Regions from separate parts of the Oncorhynchus mykiss genome. Here region 2 is linked to region 1. Evidence: chromatin contacts called from public Hi-C data. All regions are on one chromosome and are shown on one strand. The core of a region is the stretch at or near the end of the contact, and the rest is flanking DNA. Distances in the headings are between cores, read along the strand shown.

What was found. A called contact is a pair of places that touch in the nucleus more often than the background predicts.
Region 2: a contact with region 1 is called in a Hi-C map of blood, with 10 times the contacts expected there. The contact joins the promoter of trabd here to the promoter of btbd11b in region 1. A contact is called at or near these places in 2 of 3 Hi-C or Micro-C datasets (blood and liver).

What each region holds. Positions count from the first base shown.
Region 1 is chr1:41,460,103-41,464,333 of USDA_OmykA_1.1, reverse strand. btbd11b (ankyrin repeat and BTB/POZ domain-containing protein BTBD11-B) reads right to left here and starts at 1,618. Exons shown (of 16, transcript XM_036977566.1): 1 at 532-1,618. The coding sequence starts at 1,399.
Region 2 is chr1:41,643,483-41,647,868 of USDA_OmykA_1.1, reverse strand. It overlaps trabd (traB domain-containing protein), which reads right to left and starts at 3,127. Exons shown (of 10, transcript XM_021601368.2): 1 at 3,056-3,127; 2 at 2,057-2,133; 3 at 1,636-1,705; 4 at 1,051-1,217. The coding sequence starts at 2,080.

The DNA.
Region 1 (4,231 bases), core at 369-2,868:
TGGAGCCACAGAAGCACTTTGAATGCATATATCACAGATGTAATAAAGCCTGTTATTACATTAGGTTATTATTACATTAGATTACAACTGATGAAATATATTGCAGCATGGAAGACCAATTGAGAAGTCTGAAGGCAAGAGCTTATGTTGAAATTAGATTTTTTTGTTGTTGTTGTTGAGAAACAGCCATTGCGAAAGCATGTAACGTCAGTGTCTGTTGGGGCCCCTCTATGCTTGTACGTCAGCATAGAACATTTGAATACAGTTACTCAACAATGAGGTTACCCAGGATGATCCTGACACGTCAGACAGACACGGGAACAAATACATAATTCATATGTGAGGTCATGTTATCCCTCCACCCCTGTCCAACGCAAATGTTGTATGCGAGAGTGAACTGCTAACTTGATAATGACTATATTACAGCCGGTGATATCACTTCACTGTTTTTGGCACAATAACAAATAATACGTTAAAATTACGCGCAAGGTTGATGCGTCACAGAACTTAATTAATAGGTACACAACTTACCACTCGCATTCTTCCCACAAATGAGGTGTTGATATTGCTGCAGGAACCCCCATAACTCCGAGTCGTTGTTGATGGCCTGTTCGAGGGACTCGACTGTGAACTTAGGGATCCCGTTATCTTTTTCCACGAGTGCGCTGCGCAGTGCCCGCGCGTACACCTCTCGGAAAAGACTCTCCATGCACCCTGTCAGGTAGATGGCCGCGTGCTCGTGGATCCTCACCGCAACCCGGCTGTCCACCATCCACCTGAAGAACTTCCCCACGTTAAAAATTAGTCCGCACCGGAGCGACTTTCCGCGGCTGAACTTGTCCTCAGTGCTCATGTTGTACATGGACAATGCACTGAGTGCCGCTGTGATGCAGTTCACAGAGACAGACCAAGACATGACAACCTTAACTGCACTTTGAATCTCATATTTGGTGCATTTGGCATAGCGCAAACTCAGGCGCTGCGCTTCCTTCGCGACCCTCACGAGCGCACGGCTGATGAGGACCGAGAGCCTAGCCAGGATCTCCTGTGACACGACCCCCAGTCTCAACTCTTCGTCCTTGTTTAGTGCGCTCTCTACTTCCCCGAGGCTCCATGGCACGTCCTCTAGCTCGGGTAGTTTAGCGCACTGACCGAAGCACTCCAGGTTCTCGGCGTCTTCGACCAGGACGGTGTTGACAGTGTCTAGGCTGTTGTGGCGACTGTGCATGGAGTCGGTTAAATGCCAGAAATTCGCCCCATGCGCATACGGTATATGTGCCTCGGAACAGCACAGTGAAGCACTGGAAGACCTGAAGGAGTCCGCTGCTCCACCATAACCCGAATCAAGCGTCAAATCCTCCAGGGTCCTCGTAACTGACTTATTACTACTCCTTGCCATAACTGCACCTCATACTGTAAAGAGGGCTTTGGAATTAATGGCACAAAACGTCGCCTAATAAAATTAAATGAATGCAATTAAAGCCCTAGTGCAATGTATTCTGAAGATTAAACCTTTATCCTGTTGCCTTCAATTGAAAAAACATCAACTTGCTATTCCCCAGTCCAAACTAAAACTTCAAAGTCGTTGCATCGTAGCACATCGTGCAGCTACAGTGGTCTGTATTTTACGCAGTAAGAGCCTGATAGATGGAGGCGGGGCTATGGAGAATAGAGCGCTTTAAACGGCCAATAACCTCTCGGGAAAACTGAGTTTTTGAATTAGGACCGCCTCCATCTATTAATTTAGATTAGGCTACTCAGTTCAATGTACAGCCCATAGGAGAAGTGAATATTAAATACCTATAGAATTATTTTTAATGTAATATTCTTTATTTAATTGTTAGCTTATATTGGAAAATATAACTTCATAAGGTAAGCTATGGTCGAGTTCCCCTGCATTAACCAATGGTTGCGCGCTACTTCATCGATTGTGTCATTGACTGACAGATTGCTATAATATATGATGTGGGTATTTTATACCTAAATACCTTTCCAAGCGTTGTAAAATCTGGCATGCATCAGCAAAGCCTGGGCAGAGGAACACCACAGTTATTTTATTTTCTGTAATTTGAACATGTCAAACATCATTGCTAATGGTCTGATTCTAATGGACTGGATAAACTGGATAATGTGGTTATCCACATAGTGCAGCAAATGTGTCATGCTATGGATAGTAAAGTCCCTTACACATTTTTTTCTGCCAGTAATGATGGTAACATGACTCAAGACTATTAATAATGGATGACATGCATAATGTATCCCCTCTCTGTGGTCTGCGTCCCTTACATGGAGATAGCTAGAGCTCATTGATAGGAAGACATCTGCATTCTTTGTCAAGGTCGCACGTTATACTGCATCAAATGCTAAAGATGCAGCATTTGATTGACTGTGTGTGTGTGTGTGTGCGTGTGTGTATGCGCACGCGCATGTGTGTGGATAGAGCCTTAGACAGGCTGAAAATTATAATTTTACAGGCACACACAAACTGCATGTATGAGAGAGGGAGAAAGAGAGAGACCGAGAGAGGTTGGTTACACTGTACATAATATATTATGAATGTCAACATGTGTAACAACAGAAAATGTCCCTGAGCTGATTGATAGCCCTATGCCATAGATAGCTTTGGGCGCATCTTAATATCACCTATCTCCTGAAGTCTAAATTCCCACAAATGTAAAAGCATTGGATTGGTTGATGCATGGGCTAGTGGGATGTTCCACTTGTCCGATGACTCACCCTGAATTTAACTCTGCTGCTCTATCGATTGCTACATACATTCAGTCTGAAACTGCCATCCTAGAAGTCATTTGTGCGACTTCAAAATGAGGGGCGTTGTACAAAACAAATTAATCAGCGATTGGATCATCTCTAACAAATCTAACCAATCAAAGTGTCAAAGTTGACAACATCATCACAGAGTTTCTAAACCAAGAGGCCCACGATTGTGAGAATTCCAGGAACGCTTGCGAAACCAAACAGACCAGCCCGGGGTTTGAGAAGTCAATGAGAGAAGTGAAAAATGTTTCCTTATTTGTTCATTTTTTCCAAATTTAAAGGCACAACCTAGACTCCAGGCAATGTCTTAAGTAGTTGAAGTTGTTATTACTCCAACCTCATGAGTGACAAACTGACACATTTTAATTTTTTGTAAAAAATAACTTTATATCAAAGGAGAGCATTTGATTTGATGGCCTGCACATGCGCAGTTCGACGTGAGGCGACCGTTAGACACGATGATGTGTTTCTACCCATGACCTTAGCTAGCCAACGTCGCCATGACATCACCTACAAGTGTGATCGGGGATTTCTATTGGAGAAGCAGTTTTAGCCTATCTTCATACTGTACTGTCTTTGATGCTATTAGGTTTCTGGGACCAATAAGAACGGGCAGAATGTCTTTGCATTCTAAAAATCGTCGGGGAGGGAGGCAAATCCAGACTTATCGTGGAGAAGCGTCACTTGGCCGTAGCGATGTGAAAGCGTAGCCAGGCAAATGTTCCACCATATTTCTTATACCAGTCATTTCCTTTCAAATCAGCGAGGGTAAGTAAACAAGTGCACATTTTGGGAGGAAAGAGACATAATTGGAACATAGACTATTTCTCATCTAACTTTAATTGGTCCTGATATGGGGCACTGTTGACATCTGTGGGATTGAACACACACACACACACACACACACACACACACACACACACACACACACACACACACACACACACAACAGTCAACCCTGATGTTCTATTATATACTATTTATTCTACAGCGTGACCAAGACACTACTACCCACTTTATATTTCTATACAGTCTATTATTACAATGCATACTACCGCTTCTATTACTTGTTATTTTTTACTTGACTCTTTTTATTGTTATTATTGACTGATGTACTGCAGTGTTGAAGATCTAGCACATAAGCATTTCACTGCACCTTTCCCACCTGCTGTAAACTGTGTATGTGACAAATTACATTGATTTGATTTTAACTTGATTGAGGAGAGTATTGTTGGTACATTTTGTGATGAAGTTGTGTGCTGCTTATCCCTGGAGCAACACTGAACCCTGGTGCTCAGTTTGCAAACCTCTATCATTATGTCAAAGATCTAGTCTCACCATACATTTCCAGACTAGTAAGACTTAGGCTACTATAAAGAAATTCCCTTATTATTTTACATATTCAAAGTTCACACAGTCATGTTGTCATTGAACTTTTCCTTCATCAAATGATTAT
Region 2 (4,386 bases), core at 1,878-4,377, 180 kb before region 1:
CATCTGGCTGCCACGAAAAACCCCACCTGCTGATCTGCACAAAGTGTGTGCGTGCCACTGGCAATGTACTTTGCTGGACATGCTCGCTGTTGTCAGCAGCGCATCATCACTTCAAACGCGTGGTGTTATCGGTTGGCCTACTACTACTACTGGTAGTACCGGTAAAATGTAAGTTATGAATCGCAAATCACCATACAGCTGATACTTCGATTTCATCAATCATTTTGACTTCAATTTGGTTGTCCAAAACACTATCAGCTTGCACTGCCTTTGCTGATGAATGCCCTGATCTCTGGCCATTCAATTAGTTAAGTTACATTGTTGTTTCGTCTATTAAATCACTTCTTATTCATCTGATAATGATGCAATAACCATGAATTTAACCAACTGTTTGTTTATAATGAGGGACGTCCCACGTTTAACCTGGACACATAAATAGTAGGAATTTATGCTGGCTTTAGCCTTGGCTGCGTGAGAGAGAAATTAAACATCTGCATGTCGCCTGCAGGTGCGAGTGTGTGTGTATTTCACTGTCCAATCAGAGGCTCAAACATGATCTGAGCGCATGATCTGAGGCTGTTTGGTCTCTTGGGTATCAACTTGGGAAAGCCTCAAGGGAGAGCGGACAGTGCATAAAGACAAAGAGACGCATAGATTGGCCAAAAAAATAACATATATATATATATATATATACATATATATATATACACATATAAACACACATATATATACACATATATATATATACACACACACATATATACACACACACACACACACACACACACACACACACACACACACACACACACACACATATATATATATATATATATATACACACACATACATATACATATACACATACATATACATATATACACATATACATATATATATATGTATATATATTTTTTTTTCAGTGTGGAGGAAAGTGAGGCGGGGCATCCGTTAAACAGTAATTCAAATTTGTCCGGCCAAACTGGCTAGGATAAGCTGTGTCAAGGAAAACAGCCCTTAATGCTTGCATGTCAGATTTGTTGTGCTCACCGTGGCCACGTCCTTCTTGCTGCTGTCACTGAAGTGGGCAGTGCCTACCAAGTAGAGCAGGCTGCCATCCGGGGCAGTCAGCCGGGTGACTGTTTCAGGGAGTTCTGGGGAAGACTGGCGCCGCTGGGCACGCACCTGCCATAGCAGCTCCACCGCCTCAGAGTCCGCTATAAAGGAACCAGCCAGGGAGAGGTGGAAGGGGAGAGAAATAGAGCAAGTAAGAGCAAAAGACAAAGGCAAGAACGGAAAGAACCTTTAGTTCCTACATCACTGAATTGGATGGCAGGAAAGACAACATACTATGCCAAAGGAATGTGATTGTCAGATATGGGTAGAGTGAACAGTGCATGTTGTAGCCTACTGAAATAAAAGGTTACAAACAAGTTAGAACAGACTTTCAAATATAACATCGCTGTGGGAGGACTTCACAGACATTAAGAGAACATGGATAGTAGTGTCAAAGCTTGGAAAGTAAAGGACGGCTCCCCCTTTTCTCACACATGGGCATTGTGAACAATATAAGCTTTTGGTGCCAAGCAGACGGAGAGAAAAGTAAATACATTTTACGTAAATAAGGGTACTCACAGAGTCCAGGGGGACGACTAGGCAGTGACTCTTCTTCAGACGCATCTTCAGAGGGACCTACCAAGTCATCCTAAAAAAAAAGTTAAAAAGCATATGTAGTCATTAAGTCATTCTAAAAGTGTACATGTCAATGAACACATTTTGTCAATGTGCTCAAGGGCTTAGTAGCCAGATTTATTGTGACACTGATCCTTAGACAATTAACATCAAGGCTAGTACAGGAGTGGGACAAAATTCTAAGAATGTTTGTTTTGCTTAATGTATTATGATCAGCATAGAGCTGTGTTCTTCAAATAACACAGCTGTATGGGACATAACAGATGTGTGTGAAGCTGTACTCTGTGTGCCTTTTTAAAATGATCAAAATAACAGCTGTCAAAGCATTATGCAGTGACCCATGTCCAGCAGTCCCCAAACTTACCTCGGAGTTGTTGTCTTGGTCCATGATTCAGTCTTTAAGAGCTGGGCAAAAACTAAAGCAATGTCCCACCTTCCTTACTGAAAAGGAAAGCAAAACAGGAGGAAAGAGTATGATCAAATGTATGAATACATTTAGCCAAATTCATCAAGTAGGTTTGTTGACCAAAATTGCTTTTCTCTGCAATGCTATCAGCTGTGATGCTTATTTTGTGACTAAGCTAAGGCCCCAATGCAAGTTCCTCAATTGCTGACGTTTGCTAACTAGATATATGTGCAGTGTACTAAACCATAAATAAACTACCCATTCTCACTAGTTAGCTACCATCAGCATATGGCGATAAAGTTAGTTGGAAAATAAAACCGTCTAGTTAACGTTACCTGTCACAGGTAGCTAATTCTAGTAGGTAAGACAATTTGTGAGCCAGGTTTTACTGTGACAGGTACGTTATAGTGTATAGACAAATATCATGAGCAAACTGCCTAACGTTAGCTTAGTGGCCCCTTTTTAGAGCCCGGTCATGGCTAAACGCTCTCCTGCTGCTGCATGTAGCTGCGTACTTCAACACGATTACATCACCTTCACACAAAAGTGTTGACATAGCTAGCTATTTTGCTAGCTAACCACATGCTACAAAGTCAAGTTAGCTAGCTAAAGCCGTCAAACCTGCTGGTTAGAGACAAAACATTAACACCCTTAGCTGATATTCCCCTCGTTTCCACATATTATATAGCTAGCTAGACAAACTAGCTAACATTATTCATTAAGTTAGCAAGTTGGCCAAAGCTAACTACTTGCCGACTAGCAGCTAGCTTACTACTCGCCGAATAGCAGCTAGCTTACTACTAGCTAACAGCTGACATATCGGTTAACTGTCTAACTGCTGCTAACTACTTGGCAAACAATGTCATATCAATTTGTAATTAACATATAATAACTACAGCTTACAATGTTATACATTAATAAAATAAAACTTACAAGTTAGCCAACCTGTGCTCTCACCTGCACTTCGACCAATGATGTGTTCGACTCGTTTGTTAACGTTGTCTTCTGGTACTTGTAGTTCAATTGAGATTTGAGTGCGTTGTGGTAATCAGTGGTGAAAAGCACCCTATTGTCATACTTGAGTAAAAGTAAAGATAACTTAATAGAAAATGACTAAAGTAAAAGTGAAAGTCACCCAGAAAAATATTGCTTGAGTAAAAGTCTAAAAGTATTTGGTTTTAAATATACTTAAGTATCAAAAGAAAAATTATAAATTATTTCAAATTGCTTATAATTAGCACAAGACATATTTTTTACATATAGCCTGGTGCACACCACAACTCACAGACCTCATTTACAAACAAAGCATTTGTGTTAGTGAGTCCTCCAGATCAGAGGCAGTAGGGATAACACGCAGACATGCTCAGTCCCCTACTGTACAGTCATGGCCAAAAGTTTTGAGGACACAAATATTCATTTTCACAAAGTCTGCTGCCTCAGTTTGAATGATGGCAATTTGCATATACTCCAGAATGTTATGAAGAGTGATCAGATGAATTGCAATTAATTGCTCACTGACAATTTTGCCTAAGAACACAGCCATGAATAAAGAATGGTACCAACACATCCTCCGAGAGCAACTTCTACCAACCATCCAGGAACAGTTTGGTGACGAACAATGCCTTTTCCAGCATACACCTTGCCATAAGGCAAAAGTGATAACTAAGTGGCTCGGGGAACAAAATATGAATATTTTGGGTCCATGGCCAGGAAACTCCCCAGACCTTAATCCCATTGAGAACTTGTGGTCAATCCTCAAGAGGCGGGTGGACAAACAAAAACCCACAAATTCTGACAAACTCCAAGCATTGATTATGCAAGAATGGGATGCCATCAGCCAGGATGTGGCCCAGAAGTTAATTGACAGCATGCCAGGGCGGATTGCAGAGGTCTTGAAAAAGAAGGGTCAACACTGCAAATATGGACTCTTTGCATCAACTTCATGTAATTGTCAATAAAAGCCTTTGACACTTATGAAATGCATGTAATTATACTTTAGTATTCCATAGTAACCTCTGACAAAAATATTAAAGACATCAAAATTTGTGAAAATTCATATTTGTGTCATTCTCAACACTTTTGGCCACGACTGTACTTCCTGTTCACTCATGACTGCATGGCCAGGCACGACTCCAACACCATCAATAAGTTTGCCGATGACACAACAGTGGTAGGCCTGATCACCGACGACAAGACAGCCTATAGGAAGGTCAGAGACCTGGCCCGTGAGGTGCCAAGACAACAACCTCTCCCTCAACGTGATCAAGACAAAGGAGACGGCTGTGGAC